2 separate regions of the Mustela erminea genome follow, and region 2 is linked to region 1. A link is a contact called in public Hi-C data. All regions are on one chromosome and are shown on one strand. Each heading gives the region's core, a stretch centred on a gene start, on an enhancer-like site or on the middle of the called end of the contact. The rest is flanking DNA. Distances are from core to core; before and after follow the strand shown. Region 1 holds the start of CCDC63 (coiled-coil domain-containing protein 63). Region 2 holds the start of RAD9B (cell cycle checkpoint control protein RAD9B).

Region 1 (4,591 bases), core at 1,905-4,404:
TTTTGAACCCATAGATGGAGTGAAATATTTAGCAATCCATTTAGGTTTTCAAGTTTGCAGTTCGACCCTGGCAGTCTCAAGAAATTAAGGCTCAGAAAAGTCAACTGACTCTCCTAAGGGCACACAGCAAATCAGTAGCAGAGCCAGGACTAGAACGAGGATTTCTGAACAATTTGTCCAATGTTCTCTCCCCTATGACACTATGCCCTCCCTGCCTGTCCTCCCATTTATGAGATTACTTTCACGGTTCTTCGAAAGAGGTGATTGTGTTCTCTCATCATCTTTCCCAGACCCCATGTGATTGGGCCGACAGTGGACATTAAATCTAGACTGGGCCAACTGGATTCTCTTTCCTCAGTTGAAATTAAAACATCAATGTGTTTTTGTTGTTATTTTTGTTTTGTTTTTTAAAATTTTTATTTTGTTTGACAGAGATCACAAGTAGGCAGAGAGGCAGGCAGAGAGAGAGGGAGAAGCAGTCTCCCCGCTGAGCAGAGAGCCCAATGCGGGGCTCGATCCCAGGACCCTGAGATCATGACCTGAGCCGAAGGCAGAGGCTTAACCCTCTTAGCCATCCAGGTGCCTCTGTTTTATTTTGTTTTTAAACTGGGTTCCAAAGTGGGAACTCAAAAGAAGCAAGCTGGCAGGAGAAGAGAAAGAAAATAGTCTTCAAAAATAAGAGGTCAGGGACAGCTGACTGGCTCAGTCAGCAGAGCATGGAACCCTTGATCCTCAGGGTTGTAAGTTCAAGTACCACATCGGAGGTAACGTTTACTTTAAAAAAATAAAAATAAAAACAAGAGGTCAGGTTGAGAGACCAGGTAGTTTGAAAGACAGAGTTGGAGAGTTGGAGAGAAGAGCTGATTTGGTTTCTGATAGCTTTCTAGTTCTTAGTTCTTGTTCTTCATAGGAATGTGTCTCCAGTTTACACACGATAACCTTGGTATTCATATAATTTAGCATGATTTTGTAACAGATTGTTACAGATTCTTGTAACAGGAAGTACAGAGCCAACATGGATTTCAGGCATGGTATAATCAGAGTTCCTGCTATATTGCTCTGAAACTCTTTCTAGGCCCTTTTTCTCCATCAAGTGTTGGCTTTGATCTCACACTGGCTTATCTCATGGTTACAAGAGGGACCATCAACAACAGGGGCAACACGCCTCCTGTTCCCATCCATGCAGCTAGAAAACGCATTTCCCCTCCAACCCCAGACTATAAATACTTCCTTTCTGTCTGATTAGGTCACTGTCAGTTATGTACCTATTCTTGACGCTTTGCAGTCTCCAGGAGAATGCTATGCCATGATTGGCTTGCATTTGTGTTCCTGGTCCAATCATTGGCGAGGAGGATGGAAAGGATTGGCTAAGGGTAATTAATTGAGATCTACCCTGGAGATACACGTACAAATCAATTTCCATCGGCTGAATGGGAGAGGGCTGGTTACCTGAACAAATTGGGATCTGCCAGGAAGGAAGAAGGGGGAACAGATGCTGGAGAAGGAAAAAAAAAATCATTTTGAACTATTTTGAGTGGATGTCTGATCCTTGTAGCCAAAGAGTCATTTGGACAATCAGCTTCCTGGTCTCTGGCCAATTGCCTTTGCCCAGCTCCTCTGTAGCCTGATTCTAATTTCCTCCTCCATTCTGTGGACTCTGTTATCGCCAACATTTCTCACCGCTGGCTCATTGCTTTGGCAAGCTGGTATCTCACTCTGCTCCAAGCCCCGCTGATGGAGCTGAAGATCCCTTTAGCAGAATCAGTTCTGGCAGGTTCTAATTTAAAAAGCCTCACACTTCTCTGCATGGGGGCTGCTGAGATCTGCATCCATAAAGGCAGGGAGAGTAAATTCTTCAGAGGAGAACCTATTTTTAACAAGTCCTGGACCTAATTGAACTTAATCGTTTTTCAGTCGCTGACACTTGAAATGTGTGAGTCACTAGGCTATGTATGGAGCTGAGGGCTATGGTGGCCCTTTAAATAGCAAAGAGATGGTAGCTATCAGCTTCCAGAAGAGCTGCTAGGGTCTGGGGCTATGGCTTCACTCAGGGTTGCCCCTGAGACAGACAGCCCTGCATTCCAGTCCTGGCTTATCCACTTGCTGCAGCAGTCGCTATTTCTTCAAGCCTGTTTCCTCATCTGTAAAATAAGGGTGGGAACACTTGCCCCAAAACATTTCATGTGAGTCATCAAGGCCTGACAGGAGGCTTCCCAAAATCTTCATTCTACTTGGCATGAATATTCACATGTTTCCTTGAAGAAACATTAATGTGCCTGGTTATGACATGTTGCCCAAACCCCATACATGATATACCATTACACTAACTTTCCTCATGGTTACAACGTGGCTGCCAGCAACATCAGGGACAACATGTTTCCTTGTGCACCACATTAACTTTCTGAAGCCAAAAATACAGTAAGTTCTAAAACACATCTTGTCCCGAGAGTTTAGGGATAAGACAATGGAGATCTTAGTGTGACTGAGCTACATACAGTTATTCCAGGGCCTAGTTGGTAAGGTAAAAATCACATTGAATCATGATCACCCTAGAAAACCAATACCCCCATCATTTGCCTTGAGCAATGTGGCTGCTTCTTGAATTTAGTCCAGAAAGAAGTGGTCAGTTGGTGTTTGGGGGCCATTTGTATGGAAAATGTTTATCTTTAAACTACTCCATTTGGCCTGTGAAAAATGCTCCTGCCAGGAGTCATGGGTGACCTGGGTCAGACTAGGGTTCCCTGTGTCATGCTCACAGAGGGTGGGTGTGGGTCCTCCTGAAGAAAATGACGGGCAATGTCCCCGCTGCTGGTGAAGTTCGTGTTGTCTTTAATTAATTGTTTCTCTCTTGTTTTGCAGAGCAGGAAGAAATGGGTCCGTTTTGGTGCGTGTGGAGGGTGTACCCATCGCAGCTGCGGTAAGGCTGTGGGGAGAGTGTGAATGCAGGTGCCAGCGATGAGGGAGCCCCTGAGATGGCGACTGAGTGGCGGTGGGAGTGGCTGTTACTGACTAACGTGAAGGTAGCTACTCTGGAAAGGGGTCGCTGAGAGGTGTGTCAGTCCTCCACCGTCGACCTTCTCGCCATTCGCTTGGGTTCTCTTCCAGAGCCTTCCAGGGAAGAACGCCTGTCTGTGCGGGTCACAAAGGCGCCAGTTCCAGGGCTCCGAGAACTTCCAGACGCGGGGCTGGGGGTGGGTGCAGCGGGGCCGCGCAGCGAGCATTGGTCTCGGTGCCCTCGGAACTGCCCCCGCCATCTGACACGCAGCTGGGGCTGGCGGCCCCGGGTAAGTTTCACCACTTGCTGCTCCACAGCTCCCCCTGCTGGTGGCGGCCCCCAGCCCATTTCCTTTAAGCTGCCCTAAAGCTGGAAAATATCATAAGCTCCCTCAATTAAACATAAACTACAATGCGTAAAATAACTTCAAGAAAGTTCAACAAACTCCCATTTCACCCTATAAATATCCCATTAAAAAAAAACTGTTTTTCTGTACCCGTACTTGGCTAATGCCCCAAGTACATCTTTAACTTACCACCAGGTTGGGCAGCCTTTGTTCAGGTTTTATAGGCTCCTCTCTCAGACCTGGCATTTTATAACCCATGCAGTCATGGGTCTGGCTTTTCCTTTAATGACAGTTGTAAAAATTCAGCAGCAGAGGAGGAGCCTGCCTTCCCTGCCCCTGCTAATTAAATGTTAGTTGGGAAAGGTGATCTCTTCATTCATTCAAACACTTATTTGCTAAGAGCTTATCCTGTGCCCCAGACTATAGATGCTGTAGTGGCTGGACTGAAGCCCAGGGAAGCGGAGGGCATGTGCTTGAGGGCAGGCTTTGAGCTTCCTCTCTGGAATCGCAAAGTCAAATTCCTGCTAGCTCTGGGCAGTTGCAGAGAATGTGGGAATTGGAGAGAGGAGTTAGGTAGGCACTAGGGAGCAGTGAAGTCTGCAGCCAGGAGAGTGAGTACAATACCCACATTCGTATTTTAAAACACTGCTTGCTAAGGGGCGCCTGGGTGGCTCAGTGGATTGGGCCGCTGCCTTCGGCTGGGGTCATGATCCCAGTGTCCTGGGATTGAGTCCTGCATCGGGCTCTCTGCTCAGCGGGGAGCCTGCTTCCCCTTCTCTCTCTGCCTAACTCTCTGCCTACTTGTGATCTCTCTCTGTCAAATAAATAAATAAAATCTTTTAAAAAATTAAAAAAAAAACACTGCTTGCTAAACAGGATGGAAAGAAGGTTGAACCCACCCATAGGCCTCAAGTTTGAGACCCTGGAATGAGAGAGAGGTGAGCCAGGGGCTGGAATACTGGTGGGGCTCTGAAGGCTCAGCTGTGAGAATGGGGATGATTCTCTGTAGGGAACACAGTGGGCCCAGCCCAGGGGGCACAGACAGAGAAAGACCTATGTTGGTGTCTGGAAGCTAGGGAGAGCCTAGCTCTCTAGGGGAGCCTGGCTCGGGTGTGTGGAGTGGGTATCAGCAAAAAGGTGGGAAGTGGATGGTGCCTCCAGTTCCCCGGGAAAAACACACAACACAACCAAATAACTCAAGGGCAAGATAAACTGATACTTGACAGTCCTGATTCACAAACAAGGTACAT
Region 2 (4,849 bases), core at 888-3,387, 280 kb before region 1:
AGAAACAAACCAAAAACAGAGCAACGAAAAACTCATATCAAATGAATACGCAAACAATTGTTAATGATTTCTGGGTGTTATGAGAGAAAATGTTAAAAACTGGCTTTGCTCAAAACATCACCAAAAGAACCATTTGCTGTATTTTTAAACATGACACACACATACACACACTGTAAAAAAAGAAAAAGGAAAACTGCCTTGTCAATTTTTTCTGCTTCTCATCTTATTCTCTATATCGCTTTCCTCCCCTTTCGTTTCCTGTTGTCTAGAATTTTATAAGACAATTTGGAAAATGCATCAGTAACAATGTAAATGAAAGCTAACATTTTGGTGGATTCTTAAAGACTAATTATTCCTCAAGTATACTCATTTTAATTCTCTTATGCTCAAAATTCTAGCAGGTGGAAAATTTATGCCACAGCTAGATCCTTGTTTTGTAAAGATCTAACACAGCATTTTGAATAAATTATCAGATGGTGAAGTCACCAACTAAAGATGATAAAAGAGCAAAAACATTCATCCAGCCAAAACTGGACCCTCTCCACACCTGAATTTGCTGCCCACTGACACTGGACATTACTAAGTGTTGAACATTTCTAGTCTACTTTGCCAAGTGAAAGGTATTTAATCATAAAAGAATCAGCTAATGCTAAATTTTGCCCAATTCTATCTCAGGTGACAAGTTACGTTCCAGTATAACTACCCTAAAAAAGTGTTCATCTTTCAAAAAAACTTGAGAAACATGAGTATGGAATCATGTCATCTTCTCAAAACTGTCTCAAAATTACTGTAAACTGAACTGGAGTCTGTTTAGAAGCAAAAATAAAAAACGGGATTAACGCCTTTCACATATACAAAGACACCAAAGAAGCATGTACCGTAAATCTTTGGCTGTCACATCTATAAGCCACCTTAAAGGATATGCTTGTCATAGAACCGTGATAATCTTAAAAATACCATGGATGCTTATCAGAAAGAGAAGTCCCTTTAGAGTTACCCTCAGCAACACAAATAGCAAAAATACTGATAATCGGAGCTCTTTTTGAACACGTTCTTAACTTTTTAGGGGGTGAAAGGCACCTCTGAAAATCTGATTACAGTTATGAGCCCTCTTCAGTAGCAGCTCCTGAGCTTTTAGGTAGGACGGTCTTGGGGCAGAAGCCTACTGGAGGCCAGCGCGTGAGGGGCCAGCCCTGAAGCTGGCTGGGCAATCTTGATGAACGAATGAGGTAAAACTCCCCAAAGTACCCCCTTGGCGCCAGCACTGGCTCTTTACCTGAAAAAACATACATATTCACAAAATTTTCTAATTTCAGGGAGCTCATAAACCCTTTAGAAAACAACAGTTCCAGCCATTCTAAGAGCCAAATCCAGTCCCCTGGGGACTCCCTACCACATTTCAATGGCAGCTGCACTTTATTTCAAGGGCGAAAGGGATATTTGTACTCCTTTTCCCCAGAAGGCAAATTAAAATGGATAGGGGATTATGCTCGTTACTTCCCGTTTTGCATCCCAGAAGCCAGCTTCCAACACATGCGGTGGCAACCAGCATACCCCAAGCAGAAGGAGGTGCCTTTTGAGGGAAAGGAGTAGGGAAACGTCTGGAAACGGAGGGGATGCAATGCCCCTCTCTCGGGGACGCCGGAGGCCCAGGCCTAAAGGCCTTTTCCGGATCGGGCGTGCGGGTCTCGTGACTGGACGAGCCGCTGAGACGGGCCCTTTCCTAACCACGGGCGTCCTCTGGCCCCCGGGTCGGGGGTGCGAGGCCAGAGCCGGCCGCACCCAGAGGTGGCTTCTCCTTATCCTCTCCTGCCCTCCCCCTAAGCCTTCACCAGGCCTGGCCCTGGGCTGCGCGCCACCAACTCCGAAATGGCCCACGCCCTCGCCTAGAGACTCCCAGTTGCTCCCAACGACGCAGCACCGCGGCCAAGAGCTAGGCCTCGGTCGCCGCATCTGCCGTCCTCACCATCCTGTCACTGGGCTCCGCTCAGTTACCAGCACCGCCGCCGCCTTCTTCCTCGGGCTCCTCGGCGACCCGCCCACTTCGCTCTCAACCAATGACAGGTGGAGTCGGCGGAAGCCGGCCTACGGGGGCCCGCTGAGGCCCTTCTCCGCCGTAAAACGTAGCTGCTCTTTGGGAAATGGTGGCGGGGAGGGGCGGGGGTGGGGGCGGGAGGGAAGGAGTAAGATCTCGAAGCCTCGAAAAGAGCGGGCGACATCCGGGCATCTGGGGGCCGTCGAGCAGAGGCGTGCCTTGGAGCGCGGCTTGTTAGGGGCCGCGGCCATGCTGAAGTGCGGGATGAGCGGCAGTCAGGTGAAAGGTGGAGCGACTTTCTTGCCTTCCTATGTAGAAAAGGGAAAGAAAATAAAAAAGGGCGATTGAGAGCGAGCGAGCGAGAGAGACCTTATAAGGTTCATGGGGGCGATTTCCCCCTTGTCCGTTATGTGTAGGGGTTGGCAACACAAGGCCCGGCTATGAACCACCGCCACCCACCCAGGCTCCTAGTAGCTTCCGAGGGGAGGAAGAGGGCCTATCGGCTTTGATTAATGCGTAGTATTTATTGTCTTCAGTGTCCGTGAAATGAACCTGCACCATTGGAACAGAGATTTGGAATGCGGGCCTCAAACTCAGAATGATAAGGACTGCGTGAGGAGGAGTTTGGGGGGGCGGGGGGAAGAGGCTTGAACAGTTCAAGTATTTTAGTCCCACGAGGAAAGCATCAGCCTGGTTTTTATTCCGGATTCTACCATTTTTCGATGTAGGACCTGGGACAATTCACTGAATCACTGTGGGGGCTCCGTTTCCTCGTCTGTAAAAATGAGAATAATGACAGCATTTTCGTCATAGGGCTTGTGGGGATGAAACAGATGAAACAGAGGGATGTAAAGAGCTCAGTAATAGACGGGACGGCGCAGGAACTGTTCTGTGTTATCGATGGTGCTTACACATCAGTTACCCCAGAAAGTCTCTGTTTAAGAGAAGAACGGTTTCCCACAGATTGTAACGTGGAAGTGACCGTAGAAGGGCGTCTTGTGTCGTGGTTAGCTTCCTCCGGGTTGAGGCCATCCGTGGAACGGTAGTAATGAACAGGAAAGGGAAGCACAAGCTCCCGGCTGTTACAGGTTCTCAGTGTTCTAGAACTTCTCTAGCAGTGTATATAGCTCAGTTCTCAATAAACAAATATTTGTATGATTGTTTTGCTTTTCCTCCTGGACAGGGCTCAAGGCACTGGGAGGGCAGGATCCATTCCTGTCCTGTTCATTGCTCTGCCCGCATGGCGGTAGTTGTACTCGGAACATAGTAGGGGCTCAAAAACTATTCATTGGATGAGTGAAAGGTCTGCATCAGGCAGCTCCAGGAAAAAGTGTTGAATAGAAAGTGGTAAAAAGGGAGAAATGCCTCTAACCTCCCCCCTACCCCGGCCCCCTTCATTCTATCTCAGTTTCAGGCTGGCATCGCCAATTCACACGCTTCTGATTCTTAAGCATTATAATTTGATTTTATGTTCTGAAATTTTTTCTTTTTTCTACTGTTCTGTAGATTGATGTGGCCATCCATTTTATCTATCTATTTGGGAGACAGAGGCAGAGTTCATGCTGAGCATAAAGCCCAACAGTATCCTCTATCTGCCACATTTTGTACTTATTCATAATTGTTAAGAATATTAATACTGTTATATCAGATTAGACAGATATGTCACCCAGCCTAGCCTCTCTTCCTTACACGGCATCCGAGTGTGTTTGGTGGGAAGATCTGGCATCTTGCACGCTAACCTCAAATATCAGAGATGCATCTCGAATGCCTCTAATTTCTCTGTGTTGACCTTGCCACCCGTGAAGTTATTAAATTCCTTCAAATCCCTCCATGCTCTGTTTTCACACTTCTTTTTTGGGAGGGGAGAGGAGGCAGGTAATATATGTATTTAAACCAAGTCTAAAAATATGTTAGTATGGAAATTGGCTTGCCACAGTAGCTCCATGCAGATATACAGAAAGGAAGAGTGTGCAATATATCATTTTGCACACACTGTAAATTTATTGAGCTCTTACTATATGTCTTACATTTTGTCAAGAGTATTATGTATTTAAAACAATTTTTAGCATTGGTCTATAAAACACTGTTCTTTGTGCATTAAAACTTGAGTCCTGTGAATGCTGAAGTAGTCCTATGATTTGTATTTATTGTTTGAGGAAAGAATATAAGCAGTACCTTTCTTTTTCTCCGTAGTATTTGGAAAAGCAATCCAAGCTCTATCACGAATCAGTGACGAGCTGTGGCTAGACCCATCTGAAAAAGGTGTAAGTAAGATATACCATCTATTAAGGCAAAAGAAGATGTTTAAAGATCCCAGTCCAGACTGAATGTTAATTTGGAAACCCAGAAATTGTAATTATTCCTTTCACTGTTCATCTTTATTTGACATATCTGAATACACTGAAAGCATATTATAAAAATCATGCAGAGAAACACACGAGATTTAAATCAGATCTTGCAAACTGATGGTCAAGAGGCTAGATAAGTTTTGTGGGATTGCACTCATTTTTTAAATTTTTTATTTTTTTTAAAGATTATATTTATTTATTTGGCAGACTGAGATCACAAGTAGGCAGAGAGGCAGGCAGAGAGAGGAGTAAGCAGGCTCCCTGCTGGGCAGAGAGCCCGATTCAGCGCTCGATCCCAGGACTCTGGGATCATGACCTGAACCATAGGCAGAGGCTTAACCCACTGAGCCACCCAGGAGCCCCGTGCACTCAATTTTTTTTTTTTAAAGATTATATTTATTTATTTAACAGAAAGAGAGAGAGAGAGACAGTGAGAGAGGGAACAAAGCAAGGGGAGTGGGAGAGG

What was found. A called contact is a pair of places that touch in the nucleus more often than the background predicts.
Region 2: a Hi-C map of fibroblasts shows a contact between it and region 1, with 4 times the contacts expected there. The contact joins the promoter of RAD9B here to the promoter of CCDC63 in region 1. A contact is called at or near these places in 2 of 3 Hi-C or Micro-C datasets (fibroblasts and spleen).

What each region holds. Positions count from the first base shown.
Region 1 is chr13:84,304,366-84,308,956 of mMusErm1.Pri, reverse strand. It overlaps CCDC63 (coiled-coil domain-containing protein 63), which reads left to right and starts at 3,154. Exons shown (of 12, transcript XM_032311035.1): 1 at 3,154-3,284.
Region 2 is chr13:84,583,882-84,588,730 of mMusErm1.Pri, reverse strand. RAD9B (cell cycle checkpoint control protein RAD9B) reads left to right here and starts at 2,137. Exons shown (of 11, transcript XM_032310789.1): 1 at 2,137-2,321; 2 at 4,229-4,299. The coding sequence starts at 2,285. It overlaps VPS29 (vacuolar protein sorting-associated protein 29), which reads right to left and starts at 2,081. Exons shown (of 4, transcript XM_032310792.1): 1 at 1,967-2,081. The coding sequence starts at 1,969.